Linked DNA regions of Capra hircus: region 2 is linked to region 1. Evidence: chromatin contacts called from public Hi-C data. All regions are on one chromosome and are shown on one strand. The core of a region is the stretch at or near the end of the contact, and the rest is flanking DNA. Distances in the headings are between cores, read along the strand shown. Region 1 has its middle 35 kb from the start of TRNAQ-CUG. Region 2 holds the start of SLC24A1 (sodium/potassium/calcium exchanger 1).

What was found. Hi-C and Micro-C count contacts between places; a contact is called where the count stands out from the background.
Region 2: a contact with region 1 is called in a Hi-C map of liver, with 3 times the contacts expected there. The contact joins the promoter of SLC24A1 here to the enhancer-like site in region 1. A contact is called at or near these places in 4 of 5 Hi-C or Micro-C datasets (blood and liver).

What each region holds. Positions count from the first base shown.
Region 1 is chr10:88,559,817-88,564,337 of ARS1.2, forward strand. No RefSeq gene overlaps it. Among named protein-coding and RNA genes, the nearest start is that of TRNAQ-CUG, 35 kb to the left of the region's middle. Within about 2 kb of position 1,630, at least 4 of the 5 cell types and tissues checked have an H3K27ac peak or open chromatin away from gene starts, as enhancers often do.
Region 2 is chr10:88,737,713-88,741,787 of ARS1.2, forward strand. It overlaps SLC24A1 (sodium/potassium/calcium exchanger 1), which reads right to left and starts at 2,706. Exons shown (of 9, transcript XM_018053643.1): 1 at 738-2,706. The coding sequence starts at 2,609.

The sequences.
Region 1 (4,521 bases), core at 380-2,879:
GATCCCACATGCCTTGGAGCCACTAAGCCCATGTGCCCCAACTACTGAGCCTGTGCCCCAGAGTCTGGGAGCCGCAACTACTGAGCCCGCACACCTAGAGCCTGCGCCTTGCAACAAAAGAAGGCACCGCGACGAGAAGCCCGCACACCACAACTAGAGAGTCATCCCTGCCTCCCGAAACTAGAGACAAAGCCCACGCAGCAGGAAGACCCAGCACAGCCAAAAATAAATAAATAAGTACAAGTATTTTCTCAAAAGGTTAAAAAAAGCAAAAGACTGTGGGCTCAAGTCCCAACCTGAGTTACAAGCTTTCGGTTAAACACGTGAAATGCTTACCTTTACCTGATTCTGCCCCTCTTTTATCTCCACTGTCTAGTTCGGAGTAGTCTCTACAGTCCCCTCTTCAGGCCAAGTACCCAGAGGGCATGCCCAGGGCTGGTCTGCCAGCTCTGCAAGGTACCCAGCACACAGGGCAGACACCCGGATTGTGATGACAAAGACGGATGCCTGACACTTTGTCCAAGCCCAGGAGACACCAGCTCTGAAGCAATCTGCAGTGACAGCACCAGGGTGGGAAGTGAACAGCCTGTTTCTGCAAATTTCCTGTATTTTTGCCAGCTATGTCAGAATCTGACAGAAGCAGAAAGGATTAAGGGAGAAAGTCAGAAGTGAAGTGAGGGGAAGACAGTAGTGGTGCTAAATATACCAAAAACTTGGTAATCAAATGGCCTTTTTCTAGTTCTTCCAGGCATTGAAGTTCATCCTCCAAAACCATGAAGGAGAGAGACTTCATGTGCCATTTCTATAATGGGAATAATGTAATCGTCACTCGCCCTCTTAAAACACCCACCAAACATGAATTTATACAATTCTGGATCAACTTCTGTGTTAAAACCACATCCTTCTGATGATTAAGACTCTAGAATAAGCCTTGACATAAGATGTTGTTTTTTTTTTTTTTTAAGGAGAAGATAAAGGCCATTAGTGACCATTCTCCTCTCCTACTCTTATCGACCCCTATTCCTTTGTTCTTGAGCTATACTGGGGATTTGGAAGCCCCAACCTTGGTACTCACCCCTCCCCAGCAGTTCTTTATACCCATGGGAGAGTTATTTGAGGACCAGCAAAGCTTTTGGCACTCTTTAGCTTTCTCTATCTCTTTTATACTTTAATAAATCTTTATTACACAAAAGCTCTGGGCGATCAAGCCTCATCACTGGCCCCAGATTGAATTTCTCTCCTCCAGAGGCCAAGAACCTCCGTCTTTCATGGCTCAACAACAACCTTTCACTATAAATTATCCACCCCATCTAAATGTAACAGTTACCCACACATTGCTTTGCTGACTATGTTTCTCCAGTTCTTCCTGTAACTTAGGAAGTAACATCTTCAGAACATTATAAAACACTCCTTAGATAATTTAGAAGCCCTCTTTCAAGGCCCCGCCTCACTTGTATATTTTTTTTAAATACTGCCTCTGGATTCTTGGTCTTGAATTTGAAACTTTTACAGCTGCTTCAGCACTTCCGTCCCTGAGAGAGCCTGTGGCCTTGCTCCAAACAACACTGCATGTCTTCCTCTAAGTATCTGGGTTTGTTTTGGTTTTCTACAACTGAGCTGTTGCTCTCTGAATGGCTGGAGCCAAAGCCTGCTGGGAAAAAAACAGGAATGGGCCCCTGCAGCTCCATACGCAGAGCCAAGGAGCTTGGAAACTTCTGGGAGGAGCAGCTGGGTGAAAAGAGGCAGGCCTCTATGGGATTCCAGATCACATCCTACTGGGACACAAATGACCCTGGAGGGCTGTGCTTATAGTTTCTCAAGGGCCTGGCACTTAGCTCTGCTGTCCCAGTGACTCACATGATAATTTTCCAGGCCTTCAAACTGGGTCAACAGGCTTTGTTTCTTCAGAGAGCTCCCCTGGGATGCACTGGAAGAAAAGAGACTGAAGCAGACGGAATGGGGATGTTTGGCCAGGTGATTCTTTCTGCTGACTTTCAGCCGGAGGAAATATTACCAGTATTCAGGCCAAAAGTTTGGAGAACTGAAAGCTGCCAAGCATCTGGACTGGATCAACATGCACAAGAGTTATTAGTTAAGAGTTAACCTCACTGCTAATAGTGGGTTTTGTCATTCAGGAACAAAAAAGATACCGTGTGTCTGTGTCTGTGTCTGTGTCTGTGTGTGTGAGTGTGCTCAATCAGTCGTGTCCAACTCTTTGCAACCCTATGGGCTATAGCCTGCCAGACTCCTCTGTTCATGGGATTCTCCAGGCAAGAATACTAGAGTGGGTTGCCACTCCAGATCCTCCTCCGGTGGATCTCCCTGACTCAGAGATCAAACCAGCGTCTCAGGCAGATTCTTTAGCACTGAGCCACCTGGGGAGCCCCCAGGTAACTTGGGAAGACCCTAAATCAAAATGTTCACTTCTCACAGATAAGAAAGACAGCAAGCTTGTGCTATGAATCATAGAAGCTTCCTTTAACTGTGTGACCTAATCCGCTTATTTATTAAGCAGTGGAATCATCCTGGGGCAGTATTTCTCAGATTTGAGAAATCACAGACCCCAAGAACACATCTGAAGAAATTTTATAACTTAGAATTAACAGTTTCTCATCTGCCTGCAGTGCAGGAGATCTGGGTTTGATCCCTGGGGTCAGGGAAGACCCCCTGGAGGGCGAAATGGCTACCCACTCCAGTATTCTTGTCTGGAGAATCCCATGGATGGAGGAGCCCGGGGGACTACAATCTGTGGGGTCACAAAGAATCAGACATGACTGAGTGACTCAGCATGCATGCATAGAAGCATTATTCACAATGGCCAGAAAGCGGGAACAAACTGAAACTAAGCAAGACACTGTGGGGCTCTCCTGGGTACAAACCCTTCACGTTTCTTGTTTGTAGGATATAGGCTTCATTCAGTGCCCTAGACCTTTGGTGAGTTCCAAAGGGATGATTCAAACGGTTGCTAATCAGGGAGGAGAGGGAACAGAGAAACAGGGCAGGAGCAGTCAAGAAACAAAAATGCAGGGACTTCCCTGGATGCCCAGTGGTTAGGTCTGCCTGCTTCCGCTGCAGGCAGCACGGTTCCATCCCTGCTCAGGGAATTAAGATCCTGCATGCCCGTGGCATGACAAAACAAACTAACCAACAAAAAACAACAGCGCAGGGGTAAGGTCCTTGTCCTTTTGAAGAAACATATAACAACATCTCTGAGTTCTCCTGCAGGAACCCAGGTGGAAGAGGGTATCTTTAGGTTGAGCACAAGATTCCTAGAACAACCACCTTGTTACTTCACCACCAACCAACCAGAAGAAAGTCACACAACTTTCTTTGAGAAGAACCCTCATCCCAAATTTTGCCCACTGGGGAGTTCAGGTTTTCTGAGTACAAGCTGCCCATTCTCCTGCTTGGCCCTGTAATAAGCTGCCTTTCTCTGCTCTAAACCCCGATGTTTTGCTAGTCTAAGAGTTAAATTTACATGAGACAGATTAACAGGAGAAAATCATGTAAAATTTACTTACACAAATATGTGGGTGGCACCCAGGAAAATTGAATAACTCACCAAAATGGCCTCATTTTAAATAACTTCTTTAACTAAAGACAAAAGATGTTTAGGGTAGGGAGAGTCAGTTTTGAAAGGTTAACAGGAAACGCACAGTAAAGTGGTGCAGATTTAAGTTGCCTTCCCACCATGGTTTCTAGAGTTTGGGGTTCTTCCACAGAGAAGGGGGAGATTTCCCTTACAAATGTAAATATTTCTCCCAAAAAGGCAACTTCTACTTGGTTTTCAGAGCCCTTCCCTGGCTAGGGAACTGACACCCTGCAAGCTGTGTGGTATGACAGAAAAAAAAGAACCAGAGAAACTCACCAAGAAATGACCTGAGGCCAGATGAAAGGAGTACAGGCCCTGCACACACCCAAATCTAATCAGCAACCCTGCCCTTGAATCATTGCTATAAAATTCCTCACCAAATCCTTCCTGGTTGGGACACACAGTTTCTGAGGCATAAGCCCACTGTTATCCCCACTTTGGCAAAGCAAAGCTACTATTTTCTTCTTCAACCACATCTCTGTCTCTGAGATTCGATTCACCACCGGTGCATAGAGGTTGAGCTTTTGGCATCAGTACCAATTAATCTAACGTGGAAAATTCTCTAAGAACATCTCCTGCTGGGGCCTCACTTGGGTCATGGATTGACCACCCCTGATCTAAACACTATGACCTTCCAAAAGTGTCTGAAGCAATGGAATAAAGATGGATGCTGCTAACTGAAGTCAGAGGGGGAAGAGCAACAAGAATTTATGTAAGCAAGGGTGATAGGGACAGAGTAAAGGAGCGAAATAGGTGACTAAATAGCTAATCCCACTAGGGGATTGTAAGCAGAAAATATATAGGAGACCTCTGTAAGTTAATGATTATTCAAGAAAGCAGGTTTCCCTAGCCACAAAACCATCAGGCTCGCTTAGCAACAAAACCATGCAGCAGAAGCACTAGCCGTGCCCCCAAACAATAAAACGATG
Region 2 (4,075 bases), core at 1,456-3,955, 180 kb after region 1:
CTCACAGAGGCAGAGAAATTCTTGGAACGGAACTGTGGAGTCAGAAGAAAGCCCCAGAGTTGGAGCTCTTAATATCTGATCTCCAGTCAGCACCGAAACAGAGCTCTACACCCAAGGCTGGCCTGTCAGTGGATGAGAGGAGCTCCCACCTCCAATATTTTAAAAACCAAACCAAACTCAAATAACCTCCTCCTTCTCAGACCCTAACCAAGCTACCAGCCCTGCTCCCCCAGGTCTGGAATGTGAACAAACAGGATTAATTGAAAGTAAGGGTGCTAGATAAACCCTAAACACCATGCACATGGAAAAGATTATCATTTTTCCCTGCCTGATATCTCCTTGGACATTCCCCAAAGCCCAGCTCAAATGTCATTTCTGAAGACCCAATCCAACCAACCTGGGTTCATCCTAGCTCCACCACCTATTTTCCCTATGACACTGAACAAGTGCTTTAACTTCATTAGGCCTCAGTTTCTTCCCCTGCCAATGGGGGATCATAATAATGACCATTTTATGGGATGACTAGGTGTTGACCCACGGTCATTCTTGCAAAGGCCCAGCATGGCAACTGGCAGAGAATAGGACTCTATAAATATTGAATGAATTGCGAGGGAACCAGAGCACTCACTCATCTCTTGAGGTCTGATCCAGCATTTTTCATTCTTCAGTCCCTGCCTTCTCCCCTCTGTTCTTTTGCCCAAAAGGGGCTAAACAAGCCTGAGCCAACCTGCTCTTACCTTGCTGAGGTCCCCTAGGGCCATGACCTTGGCCACTGGCCTCTTGTTGAGCTGCTCCTTCACCCAGAGCTCGAGCTGTTTGTTCCACTTCATGGTGAACACATAGAAGGCATAAGCCAGCAGCAGCAGCACGCTCTCCCACCACGCAATAAGGCTATCCAGGAAGAAGAGGATGAGCATCATTAGGTCAAAGATGTAGAAGGTGATGTCACGGAACAAGGGCCACCAGGTGAGGTTGAGGATCTCCCGGGAGAAGAGGGCACAAGTGCCAATGACAAAGAGGATGTTGAACACCGCAGAGCCCACTATGGTGCCGATGCCCACGTTGCTATGGGAGATGAAGACGCCGATGAGGGAGGTGAAGAGCTCAGGGGCAGAGCCTCCAGCAGCCATGAATGTAGCGCCTGCCACATCCTCAGAGATCTGCAGCTTGTCTGTGATGACGCCCAGGGCAGGGACAAAGTACTCGTCACAAACGATGGCCAAGGCTACAAACACATACATCATGCCAAAGATGTGCAGGACCACCCAGCCCTGCCTCCGCTCCTCCACACTGAACAGGTCTCGGGGGTACTCTGCCTTGGGGTGCAGGTCTGGCTGTCCTGAGGGACTAGGAATCTCTGGGATCGCAGCTGTTGTCCAACTAGGGGAGGGGGCAGTGGGTGCAACTGGGGCTGGCTCCACCACCAGGCAGTGGCGGACCTGAACGGTCGGATTTGCCCTGACTCTGGGAGTTGCTGGGGTGCTGGGTGCTTTGGAAGGGTTCTTCAAAAGCCCCCTGAAGGTGGTTGAGGATATTCTGATGGTCGGTGCACTGGTTCTGGACAAGGGATTCCTGACTTTCCAAGCATCAGTAGAAGCTTTGGTTTCTGCTGGGCTGCTGCGTGTCATGGTGCTTATTGTCACTTGCCCCTCAGAGATGGCCGCAGTGTGCTCCAGGACCATTCCTTGGGGTGTTGTCAGATTGTTTTTCCCCACCAACTCCTGGTGGTTGGTTGAGATATTACTGTCCACTCTTCTAGGGGTAGTTAGGGTCTTCTTTTCTACCACATTTCTTGGAGAAGTCAAGGTGTCTGTTTCTAAGTCACTTAACAGGAAGGTTGGGGTGTTACTTATTTCCTTGAGAGGAGCTGGGGTGGTTTTCTCCACTAGGCTCTTGGAGGGGTTGGTCGCCAGCGTTTTCTTGGTTGCCATAATTTCACTGTCTTTCACTGTTGTTCTGGGGGTGATCCCATAGCTCCTTGGCATTGTCACGAGTGTAGATGGGGCATAACTGTTTCCCATTCTACCAAGTGGGGATGGGGAGTATTTCTCCACCTTTCCCCTGGATTGAGTTGGGCGGGAGCTCTTTACTTCTCCCCTGGGTGTCACGGGGGTATAACTATTTACCATTGGTCTGCTTTGAGTGTAGTGATTCAGTTCTCCGCTGGGTGTGGCTGAGGTGTCTTCCTTAACTTTTCCTGTGCCTTTTGGTGTTGGGCTGTAGTTATTCTTGGGTATCGTTGGAGTGATGCTGGCTGTTCTTCTAGGCGTACTGGGGGTGTTCTTCATTGCTATGCCAGGTGTTGTTCCATCTCTGCCTGCTGTGGCTTCAGGTGCCCATGCCTCAACCTCCATTTCAGAGCTAGATTTTGAAGTCTCACTGCTCACCGTCATCATCTCCTTGTTGGAAAGGTCCCGGCTGGCTACTTTTACAGGGTGTTGGGAAGAGACTGCTGCCCACAGTGTGGGGAGGCCCTGTGGGCTCGTCAGGTACTGGTAGGTGGAACCTATGATCAACATTCCCAATAGGAAGAGGGGGCGGCTCCAATGAAGCCGCTTTGGCCAGAGTGACCGCCTTTCCTGTGCCCCCATCCTGATCAATTTCCCCATGATGGCCAGTTATGCCTGGCTATAAAAGGCCTCTCATTTTGTCCACAGAAAAATGGGGGATGCTCTGGGATTCAGATTAGAAAGCAGTGAAGATTCCTCCATGAAGTCCAGCCAGGGGGTAGCCACAAACCTAGAAAGAAAAAGAAAAGACAAGGTTATTTGTTCCTAAAAGGACAGCTGGGATCCACCAAACCCTCATCTGGAAGAGTGACTATTCACACAGGAGCCTTTGTTGAGAAGGTAACTGTTTCTGCAGGGAAAAAAAAAAAAACTATCCTTTGTTCCAGGAGACAATGCTTCCTCATGGGAAAAAGAGCATCTCGAGGTCCTCCTTGCTGTGTAGGCATGCCAGCAGCCCAGGTTCCTAAGCTGGGTCTACCCAGCCCTCCTTGGGATCCTTGCAAAAGGTCTGCTCACAATCCTCAGGTCCAGCCAGAGTTGCTGAGAGCTCACTCATCTGTAGCTGGTGCCCCAGGCCACAGATCTTAACTTATCAAAGGCAAAAAGGAAGTAAGGAGACATGATTTCAAGCTTTAGACAGAAAGAGGCAGTAATGGAAAGCAGTTCCAGAGACATAGAGGCTCTATGTGTTTTTACTGGACTGACTTAAAATGATTCCACCATCATTCAGAGGGGACAAAAGCCTAAAAGTCAATGTCATAAAGCTTCCCAGACAGCATGGTATCATGGGAGGAATACGGGGAATAGAGTCAAAGGTTGGGTTCCCAGACCTGCTGCTTACTAGCTGTGTCACCCTGGACAGGCTGAACCTCAGCACCTCATCTGTAAAATGGGCATGCTAACATATACTTTGATTATGCAAAGATTATCTCTGAAAGGACATCTGGAAAAGAGAAACTAAGGATCCAGGATGAGAGGGAGACTTACTTTTCAGTAAAGTCTATTGTTTAGTCTGTTTAACCTTTTTATCATGTGTGTGTTATAACTTTTTAAATTTAATTTCATAGAAATAATAATAGTAATAACAATACCTATATAGGTAAATAGCAATAACAATACCTATGTCACAGGAATGTTGGGACAGCAAAAACACATAAGGTTTATGAAAAGCATTGTACAGAATCGATGCCCCATATGGATTAAATTTATATAAGGACTCAGAAGGGAAGAATATTTAAGGCCCAGTCCAAGTAAATATTAAATCTCTAATCAATGTCCACAATTACAAAACAATAACTAGAAATGATCAGTTTTGTATATGAAGCAATATATTAGAAATGAAATGAATAACACATAGAATCTTAGGTCATTAAAGGTGGAATGAATTACACTGTTTAACACAACGCCCCATTTGAGGCATGAAGACACTGAGGTCCAGAGAGATGCGACTTGCTCAATATCACATAGCTAGTTAGCAGCAGTGCAGATGAGCTTCCTAAGGAACCAGTCTTTCTGGACATACCGCTCTAATTAGCAATGCAAATACAGCTGTCTTAAAAAGCAAA